Regions from separate parts of the Sus scrofa genome. Here region 1 is linked to region 2. Evidence: chromatin contacts called from public Hi-C data. All regions are on one chromosome and are shown on one strand. Each heading gives the region's core, a stretch centred on a gene start, on an enhancer-like site or on the middle of the called end of the contact. The rest is flanking DNA. Distances are from core to core; before and after follow the strand shown.

The links. A called contact is a pair of places that touch in the nucleus more often than the background predicts.
Region 1: a contact with region 2 is called in a Hi-C map of skeletal muscle, with 3 times the contacts expected there. The contact joins two enhancer-like sites. A contact is called at or near these places in 5 of 47 Hi-C or Micro-C datasets (embryonic fibroblasts, fetal skeletal muscle, heart right ventricle and 1 more).

What each region holds. Positions count from the first base shown.
Region 1 is chr2:96,805,155-96,810,574 of Sscrofa11.1, reverse strand. All of the region lies in intron 4 of LOC110259422 (a long non-coding RNA gene), which reads left to right. Among named protein-coding and RNA genes, the nearest start is that of MEF2C, 590 kb to the right of the region's middle. Within about 2 kb of position 2,819, at least 16 of the 83 cell types and tissues checked have an H3K27ac peak or open chromatin away from gene starts, as enhancers often do. A contact at or near this core is called in skeletal muscle, where this site is marked.
Region 2 is chr2:96,155,544-96,160,591 of Sscrofa11.1, reverse strand. It overlaps MEF2C (myocyte enhancer factor 2C), which reads left to right. Exons shown (of 9, transcript NM_001044540.1): 4 at 4,699-4,885. Among named protein-coding and RNA genes, the nearest start is that of MEF2C, 59 kb to the left of the region's middle. Within about 2 kb of position 2,896, at least 7 of the 83 cell types and tissues checked have an H3K27ac peak or open chromatin away from gene starts, as enhancers often do. A contact at or near this core is called in skeletal muscle, where this site is marked.

The DNA of each region.
Region 1 (5,420 bases), core at 1,570-4,069, 650 kb before region 2:
GGGAAGTTTTGTGAACCATTTTTTTTCCCCAATCCTCTCTCCCACCTGATTTCATCAGGTTAATTCATAATTGTCCTTGAGACAAAATGTCTGTATCACCTCCTTCAGGAAGCTTTCATCACCCAAATAGATGTGTGTGTCTTAACTTCTACTAAATTTCGTTTTGGAATTATCTTTTAACGTGTCAATTTCCCTCAAAAAAAGGAGAACTATATTAGAGCAGGGATTGTGTCTTAAGTATTTTTGTATCCTGTCTACCACATAATCTGCATTGTAATTGTTGCTCATTTAAATATTTACTGAATGAATGAATGAATTTTTGTTTCATTGGCTCCATCATCTTAATCCCTCCTAATCCTTCCCACAGAGCAGAATTAATAAAAAATGGTCTCCTTACTACAATTCGCAAGTTCTGTTTAAAAAATTAAAAAAAGAGTGTCTTTATCACCAGTGTATCTTGAGGGCCTGGCTTTAAAAAGCTTAATAGTCATTGAGTGGATGAGTATTAATTTAATAGATATGGAAGTGACAATGATGTAATCTGTATATAAGGAAGTATATGATTTTGATATTTGTTGTACTTGGTATTGGAGGCTTTAGTAAATCTCAGAGAGGACTCAAGCTCAAAATTGTAATACTATTAAGTAATAAAGCATTTATTACTTTACAGAACATTTGTCACAAATTGTACCATATAATGCTTTTTTTTTCCCCCTATTGCTATATCTGTGGCATGTGGAAGTTCCCAGACCAGTGACTGAATCCAGGCTGCAGCTGGGACCTACACTTCAGCTCTGGCAATGCCAGATCCTTAACCCACTGTGCCACAGAGGGAACTCCCATATAATACTTTTGTTGATGTTTATTTAGAAATGCCTGATTCCTTTTTGTAGTCACAAACAGTGCCTACATTCATATAGACAACAAACATGTTTTGATAGCCTGAAATTTGTGTAGTTTAAGAGTAATATGTCACTGGACCCTAGTAATTGTATGTAGCATGTATTATTGTCATCCTTATTTGCCTCAGGGATTTTAGAAAGTTACCCCATGCTCACATCCAAGGGGCAAAACTGAAATGTAAACTGATTTATCACATTTCAAAAAGATAAACTTTAATACCACCACCAATCATCAATGCTTTTGAAATCTACAGGTATGCATAGATTTTTTTGTGATTGGCACATAATTTTATCTTCAGGATTTGTAAGGAGTAAGGCACTAATTAAAAAAAAAATACAAGAACTTGGAGTTCCCATTGTGGCTCAGCGGAAACAAATCTGACTAGTATTCATAGGTTTGATCCCTGGCCTTGCTCAGTGGGCTAAGGATCCAGTGTTGCCTTGAGCTGTGGTGTAGGTTGCAGATGAGGCTCAGATCCCTGAGTTGCTATGGCTGTGGTGTAGGCCAGCAGCTACAGTTCTGATTTGACCCCTAGCTTGGGAACCTCCATATGGCATGGGTGGCCTTAAAAAGATGACAAAAAAAAAATGCAAGAACTGGTTGTTATGTGTTGTAAGAAAGACATACTGCACATTGCATTTTCCAAAAATGGCTACAACTGCAGTTTCCAATCTCACATGCTCCGATGAGGGGTAACCTTACTACTTCCCATCAAGTTATGGAGAGTCTTCTCCTTCCTGTGGAATCTGGGCTGGCCTTAGTGACTCCTAAATCCAGTAACATGAGATTGGAAGGATACTTCATGACTTCTAAGACTGGATCAGGGAGGCTTGCAGCTTCTACCTTGGCCTCTTAGACCACTCATCCTCTGGCTGTTCCAATTGCTCTCTTTTGCATGTATATGTGTGTGTGTGTGTGTGTGTGTGTGTGTGTGTGTGTGTGTGTGGCTATAAGTGTATGTAAAAATATATGTGAATAACCTTACAAACCATAGCACTTAATTTATCTCCATCTCCATATCAAGAATTTCATAAAACACTGAAATAAGTATTAAAGGACTAGTAATATTCAGCATATATCTATTAAGATTCTTTGTAAAGTGAATGGAACATTTGTTTATATCAGTATTTTCTTTAATATTGTATTGCCTAGTGCAAAGCACAATAATATCTTTAATTATATGTTTCTTCAAATGGTAAGATCAATCATTAATTAAATGTCATTCACCTTTGCTTTAAATGGCTTCTTGGCTCTGAACACATGCTAAAATGAAGTTTTTGACGCTTCTATTTCTATTTTTCTTTTACTACAAAGAAGTCAGACTAATAGGAACCTTTAGCTGATGGGAAATAAGTCAAGCCCTGGAGGTAGTTAACATTCAAATTAAAATAACAATTTGGCAATTGATCTGCCATTAGGAAAAAAAAAAATAGACAGGCAAAAACCCAGGGCCTAGAAACAAATTTGTCTTTCTTAAATGCTCAGTTTCAAGTGTGTCTGGTTTCTAGCCCAGTTTGTATCAAAAGGGATCAATTTTTCCCCCTTTTCCCTGTTCTACTTTTGCACTGGTATTGTCTGAATCCCAGAGTGAGCAGCAATACATCATCTTGCTTCAACATCTGCTAGAGCCCCCTCTCCTCCTAATCTGCCCAGATCCCCAAAGCCTTTTCCACCTGCTATAGAGCCAAATGCTCATTATAGCACACAGCTACGCCCTTCAATGTCCTTCCTCCCAGATCCTCAAGGTTAACGTGGAACAATGACTATTATTAAGTGGGGGCTTTAGGAATAGAAAAGCAGACCAGGCAAGGAGAAAGGGGGAGGGGCTGTGGAAGCACTGGGTAGGATGCCAGGAGAGCTGGCAGGAAAGAGCTGCTAGAAAGCTGTGGCCAATTTTCCAGTCGAAACATGAGTCACTGAACAGAGATGCCCTAGAAATAAATAGCTTCCCTGTTCATTACCCGGTACAAGCAGAGACCACACCCTCCAGTGGTTTTCTGTTAGGGCACTTTGGGTTATGGCTTTGAGCAGCTAGTGGAGACAGTGAGATAAAAATGGCCAGTTTTGAGGAGGCTGGCACATCTAGAAGTTGTGTTTACTGCTTAGCCAACTGTAAATTGTAAGCAATTGGAAGTTGTTCTGCCCCCTCTTCTTTTTTTTTCTTCAAACTACCAACCTGTTCCTTCTGCTTGCATCGTCAGACCAGCCACCAATGGAAAGTTTGAAGCTTATTGGATTAGGCTGCTTAGAAAACAGAGAAAGTCAGAAATCTGAGACTCTGCATTCATCTGTATATATTATCATGAGACCTTAAAAAATACAGAAAGGAATCTAATCGGCTCGTGGTGGCGGGAGGAGAGGCCACTTTAAGTTTCCTGCCTTCAGCAGCTGTGTACCTCACTCCCAGATGCCATGCTTGGTGCAATTTCCTTTTAGTTTTTTAGGAGATATTTTAAGAAGTTTAAGTGCTGTTTACTCAGTGACATTCATAGGGATGATCTTGATAAACCACATGAATGCTGGCTGGCCTCTGGCAGGCATGGCCAGCTCTGCCCTAGACATACTCTCCTGTTAATGGACCTTTGGGCAACGTCTCCAGTCAGGATCAACTCACTCTTGTTGCCCTTCAGTTCCTGGAAAAAGTAGAAAACCACAGATTTCCACAAGGGCTACCTAGTAAAATTCTCTTGCCTCCACAATCCTGAGCCCCAAGGAAGTGTGTCACTATCCTATAGCCACGCAATGTGCTGATCTAAATCAGGCACAAGCCACCCAGTTCTATGACTGCTCCCGCCAAGAGACTGGAGGGGTTGAATGAGCTCTCATTAATAAAAACAGTTTAGTGTAAAACTGCCTGGGATCCATGGAGTAGGTGTTTCTGACTTGCTCTAGGAAATGACAGAGCACCTAAACTGTCAGACTTACACTTAGAAGATGATTATACTTCCTTTTTCTTTTTCTTTTTCTTTTTAAATTAAGTTTGAAAGTTACCACTCATTTTGGAGAGACAGCTTTAAAAAAAAACTAATCAGAAAGAACAAAGATACTGTGAGGGTTAAAAATTCCTCATTTTCACTTGGATTAATCAAGACACTAGATCTTCATTGTGGGTTCCGCAGGATAGAAGAGTAACCAGAGGTGAATGAGATGATGGGCATGTCAGAAAAATAAGTTTTCAACAGCTTTCTTGAGATATCAATGGCATAAAAATTGTACATATTTAAGGTGTACAAATTGATGTTTTGATATACATATACATAGTGAAATGAGCATTACAATCAAGCTAATTAACATGTCCATCACCTCTTGTGTGGGTGTGGTAAGAAGACTTCATTTAAAATCTATCTTCTTAGCCAATTTCACTGTATAATATAGTATTGTTAACTGTAATCACCATGCTGTAGAGTGGACCTTTTTCATCTTGCACAACTCAGACTATGTACCCTTTGCTGACACCACCCCCTTTTCCCTCCCCATAGGACCTTGGCAATCACTGTCTTACCCTGTTTCTATGAGTTTGACTATTTTAGATTTTGTACATAGAAGATTTGTCTTTCTATGTCTTGCTCATTTCACCTGGCACAATGTTTTCCAGCTTAATCCATGTTGAAAATGACAGGATTCCAGAATTTCATTCTTTTTAAAAACTAAATAGTATTTCAGTGTGTGTAAATGTGTGTGTGTGTATTTATACATATATTTATATATATCACAGTTTCTTTATCCATACATCCAATGAAGGACATTTTGACATTTATGTTGTTTCCATATGTTGGATATTGTGAATAATGCTGCAATGAACATAATTTAGAAAGTGTAAAATCTAAACCTTATCCTAGACATTATATATATTTATTACCTTCTACCCCTACTGCTTTACAGTCTCCAATTCAAGACTTAGAGGTAGTGAGTAAATACTAGTATGAAATATTTTAGGTAAGTGTAGTTTCATATAGAAGTAAAAAAAAAAAAATAGGGAAATATTTTTATTTAGGGAACTCTTACAAAGCATCGGATGCTATAGAAGCATGATCCTAGCTCTTTCGTTGGCTTAAGGAATAGTCTTAAGTAAGTTTTATTTTCCCTCCCTGGCTCTTTTTTTTTGTTTTTTTCTTTTCTTTTGAAAAGAAGATAGCCATACTCTTTCACCTACCTCATAGAGTTACTGTGAGGATTAAATGCAGTAGTTTGGGAAGATGCTAGGAACATAGTAAAAGATCAGTGAACTTCAGTTGGTATTATTCTTATCTAAGACTTTTGCAAAATGTTTAAAATTTTATAAATGACTATTCCTTCCTTTTTCTTCTTTCTTTTCCTACTTTTTTATTACTATTCAAACCTTATAGAGAGTAGGATTTTGTTTTGTTTATAAAAGTTTCAAAATCTTAAATTAGATTACAATTGAATATTATTCTATACACATGCCACATGATGGGGGGAAAAAAGTCAATGACTGTCTTAATCAGCTTGGGCTACCATAACAAAATACCATTGACTAAGTGGCTTAGACAATGGAA
Region 2 (5,048 bases), core at 1,647-4,146:
AGGTTCCCAGTTTAATATTTTCCCTGCTTAATATTTTTAAGCAGTAATAGTGAATACGGATTAAAATATGTATAACCAAAAGATAGCTTTAAAATACCAAATCTGAGTAAATGTGAATGAGAGGAGTTTTTAAGGTTTATTTTTTCCCAAGCCCTCCGTCATACCCTGGCCTTGAAGGGCGTAAGCATGTACTCTGACATGGATGAACAGCCACGTTCCATGACAGCCCATTTAGTTCATTATGTTCATGGCTGGTAAATAATAGGCCACTAACATGCAGCCCATACTCACCTCACAGTATGATTTCTTTTTTCTTTTTCTTTCTCTTTTTTTCTTTCTTTTTTTTTTTTTTTTTTTTGCTTTTTAGGGCCGCATCCACAGCATATGGAAGTTCCCACGCTAGGGGTGGAATTGAAGCAATAGCTGTCGGCCTATGCCACAAACACAGCAACACGAGATCTGAAACCAGTCTTCGACCTACACCACAGCTCACAGCAATGCCGAATCCCTGACCCAGTGAGCGAGGCCAGGGATTGAACCCGCATCCTCATGGATACTACTCAGATTTGTTTCCACTGCGCCACAAAGGGAACTCCCCACAGCGTAATTTCTGACTGAACTATTTTATTTCTCTCCAAAAATGGACAGTGCATTGCACAGTGATTTAGTAGCAAAACCAACAGGCTCAGTCACTAGTTAGATGACCTTGGGCCACTTGATCTCACCAATTTAAAAAGGAAGAATCTATCATGAAGGGACATGGTTGGAAGGGTTCAGTCAGATCAAGTATGTAAATTATAGTTCAGTGCCTGCTTAATAAATAATAAACAGTAAGTTGTAAGCTTGTATTTTGGTATTAATTTAGTATCTTCTTAAAAATTCCTTGAATAAAAATATTCATTCACTATAATAAAACATAGACTAGGCTACATATTACCTCACAGCAAGAGAGCTTTAGCATCCTGATGAAAAGGACATTATTTGGCCAACATCATAACTGATCTTATAAAAGAAGGTAAAGAAACACAAGGGAATGAGATCAGGAGATGGGTGGGAGCAGGAGCAGGATTAAATAGAGTGGTCATGGTGGGCTTCTTTGAGAAAACCAGATTTTGAGCAGAAATTTGAAGGAAGGGATGGAGTTAGCCATGGAAATGAGACAAGCCTGAGGGCGGGAGGATGAGGATGATAGGAAATCAGATAATGGAGCCTGGAGAAAACTGGAATTTTCAGAGCCCTGTGGAACACTGGAAGAAGTCAGGCTTTACTCCAAGTAAGGTGGGTGCTCTTGCAGGGAATAGAGAAGTGCCATCATCTGACTTATCCTTTTAAAGGATCTATCTGGTTGCTGGGTTGAAAACAAAAAGGAGGATAAGGATAGAAGGAGGTGACTATCGAGAGGTGACTGTGGTGATCAAGGCAAGAGATGATGGTACTAGAACCAGGGTGGTTGCCATTAGAAGGTGAGAGGGGGTCGGAGACTGTATTTGGAAGTTAAGCCAATAGGATTTCCTGTTAGGCTGAATGTGGGATGTGAGAAAAAGAGAAGACTCAGGGTGACTCCAAGGAGTTTATTCTGTGCAAATGAAAGCATTTTGAGCTGTCATCGGTGGCAATGGGGAAAGCTAGACTGAAACTAATTTTGAGATGTGTATGAGGTAGACATTTTGGTAGAAATACTGAGGCTGTAGCTGGATATGCAAGGTTGGAATCAGGAGAAAAATTGGAGCTGGAGATAAGAGAAAGACTGTGTTCCTTTTACATTCAGAGATCAGGGGGTAAAGGGAAGAACCAGCCACAGGGGCTGAAAAAGAGCCTTCTTTGAAAACAAGAGGGAAGAGTTCAGGGCCCGGGAAGGAGAGGAAGTTTACAAGGAGTGATCAGCTGTGTCCCAGTTGAGGACTGAGAAGTTACCACTGGATTTAGCAACCTAAAGGTCATTCCTGACTGACAAGAGCATTTTCAGTGATGAGGAAAAGTTTTTCATGGAGTCATTTGAGAGCAAGCAGCATGCCATATTTACAACCCCAGACACAGGAACAGAATTGTCATTGGTGACATGATTTTCCAGAGTGGTGAATAATTTTTAATAAAATTCCATACCAAACAAAGTGGAACATTCCCTCAGCATACACAGTAATTGCATTTCTGGAAATTTCAGTGTATAATAAAATCTTTGTTTCAGTGTATAAAAAATAGCTTGTGTTTGCAGATTATTATTAAACAAGTTTTTCATACACATGAATGTCCACTGGGGCATCTGAAAGTTGGATGGGGTAAAAGACGATTCTTTGATGTGTAGAACTGTGCCACCTATGATAGGATATTCAGCACACTTTCCCACCCAACCAGAAAATGTCAGCCCTACCCCCAGTCATTGTGACACCCACAAATATCCAAACTGTTCCCTTAGGAGATAGTCCACTGGTGTAGAGTACCACTGTTCTGGATCTAGAGAGTCGCTATTATGGCTCCAGTGGGAAACAGATGGCAAGCCCACATGGGTAATTGAGAGTTTAGTAAAAGGACTATTTACAGATGGATAGAGTTTGGGGAAACTCCAGAAATAGTGAAGTACATTAGGGCTTCCAGCCTGGAAGCCGTTAGCACATCTAAATCTGAAGGAGCAAGAGGAGGAAGAAATTACCAGAGCACAGCAAGATCTACATCTTGGAGGAAAGAGGACCCCAAAAGAGGTGTGGCCGGAAGTTCCCTTGTGGTGCAGCGGGTTAAGGTCACAGCTGCAGAGAGGGTTGGATGCCTGCCCTGGGAACTTCCACATGCCCCATGTGGCAGAAAAAAAAAAAAAAAAGACAGAAGTGTAGCCTTCACGAAGGGAATGCAGCCTCTGCCATCCAGTGGCCCAATAAGAGGAATGCTACAGTAGAAAAATACTGACCTCTTTCCTATTCTCTGTCCTTCTGCCAGTGCCTCACTGGCTCAGCTGAAGCCAGAGAGCCAGCAGAACCTGGAGGATGCAGTCAGAAGGGTCAGCCTCCTGGGCCCAGAGCAGTGAAGAGGCTGGCCAGTGGATTGGGGGGCAGCAGGAGCAAATGGGGAAGACCTGGACGGTTATTTTGTTTTCTTAGCCGTGCTAGAGTAATTCCTATTTGGCCATTTAACAAGGGAATACAATATTTTGTTGGTTCCAGACATTTATTTTATAGCATACTCTAATATTTGTTGTTGTTTAAAGGCTCTGGGAATCAGGGGATATATTCATTCTTTGATGTCTTATCAAATGTTTACATTCCATTATATCAGGGTGTTTACCCAAAATTATTTTTTGTTACTCTGCTTCCAACAGATCAAGCCTAATAAAGAATGACTGTGTTAATAGAGTGTGTGAACATTTTTATTTCCCTCTAAAACAATGAGAACCAAAGACATGTAAATGAAAAGAGCTGTGACACATTTGCTCTCACCTGTCTGGCCATGTCCAAAGCAGAAAATAGGAAAAATAAAGAAAAAGAGAGCAGAAGCATAAAAGGAGCACAGTATTGTAATCATCACCAGGATGAACATAGAGCTGTTGCAGAGCACGACATGTGATGAAGGCCGGCTGACCAACCCATAAAACAAGCTTAATGTTAGGATTATAAGAAAATATAGTGAGAAAAGAAAACTTTGAGCCACATGCACACATGCATTTAAATTTGCTCAGTGGCTTAGGAAATCCCTGAGGGAATGTTTTATATAAACCCTTGTCTTTAAAATATATATTAGATTCACACATATGCATACACACTCACACATATATCCATTTTATATTAAGAATGCTGTATACTCTTGACATCATGAGTCCTCAGGGCAATATGTTCATACCATATTTTCATTTATAATGTTAAAAATAAAAAAGGAGGAAAGGAATTAAAACTATGATTATCTAGTTAGTGCAAGCAGAAAAATTAGCAGGAGTCAGATTAAATTGCCAAAATGAAACCAAAAAATCAATAATTGGGACCTGAATTACTCCAATTAGACATCCACATGGCCTCAGTTCACTAAATATTTGCCACTTCTCTCGTTGGATATATAGGTGTTGCCATTTGTCACTGTCAGCATATCCCAAAATGTGAAGTGTAACATATATTCTGAACTATCATTGTAAAATATGAATTATTGAATGATACATGCTCTGTTCAATCCTGTTTTTTGAAATGTCTATTATCTTTAGAGTTACTTTCAAAAGACAGACTTTATAATAATTAAAGTATATGTGCTATTCACACGCATGGAGATGATTTTATATCATTAAACTTCTGCATAAATATACTTCAATAAGCAATTAAACCAAAGGCTCTGGTTTGCATTTTAATCCTTTTTCTCTGTGAAGTCATCACAATCATGTACCTTTGATCTTGCAGTCATTTCTGGCACCAGATCCAGATACCAAAAATGAACAATTACTACTTAATAGAATGAAATTCAAAGACAATGGAGTCTAATAAAATGGGGCTTTGTTTTAAACAAAAGTGAAACGTTTTCTAATAATTGCAGAGAAAGAGTTCTAAGCACATTAAAGAAATCAATTTATGATCCGAACATCTTCAGAGCTCTTAATGGTCTTCTAGACACCAAGCAGTTTGGAATTTGAAATTTTTCTTGGTAAAGGCAATGCTACCTGTACTTTAAGGGCTTTTCTTTCTATGCTTTTCTTTTACTCATGCTTTTTTTTTTTTTTTCCTGCTCCTTCAGGCTGTTCCACCTCCCAACTTTGAGATGCCAGTCTCCATCCCAGTGTCCAGCCACAACAGTTTGGTATACAGCAACCCTGTCAGCTCACTGGGAAACCCCAACCTTTTGCCACTGGCCCACCCGTCTCTGCAGAGGAATAGTATGTCTCCTGGTGTAACACATCGACCTCCAAGTGCAGGTAACACAGGTATGTTCTTGTAAGAGCGTGATTCTAACAAATCATTGGAAGGAGCCACTCTTAGCAAAAAGGCTCTTCTCCCTACAGAATATTCAGTTTTTCAATTTTTCCGTTTTCCATTTGTTATATTTTTTCATTGCTCAGTACCCATCCAACTAGTCTTCCACATGAT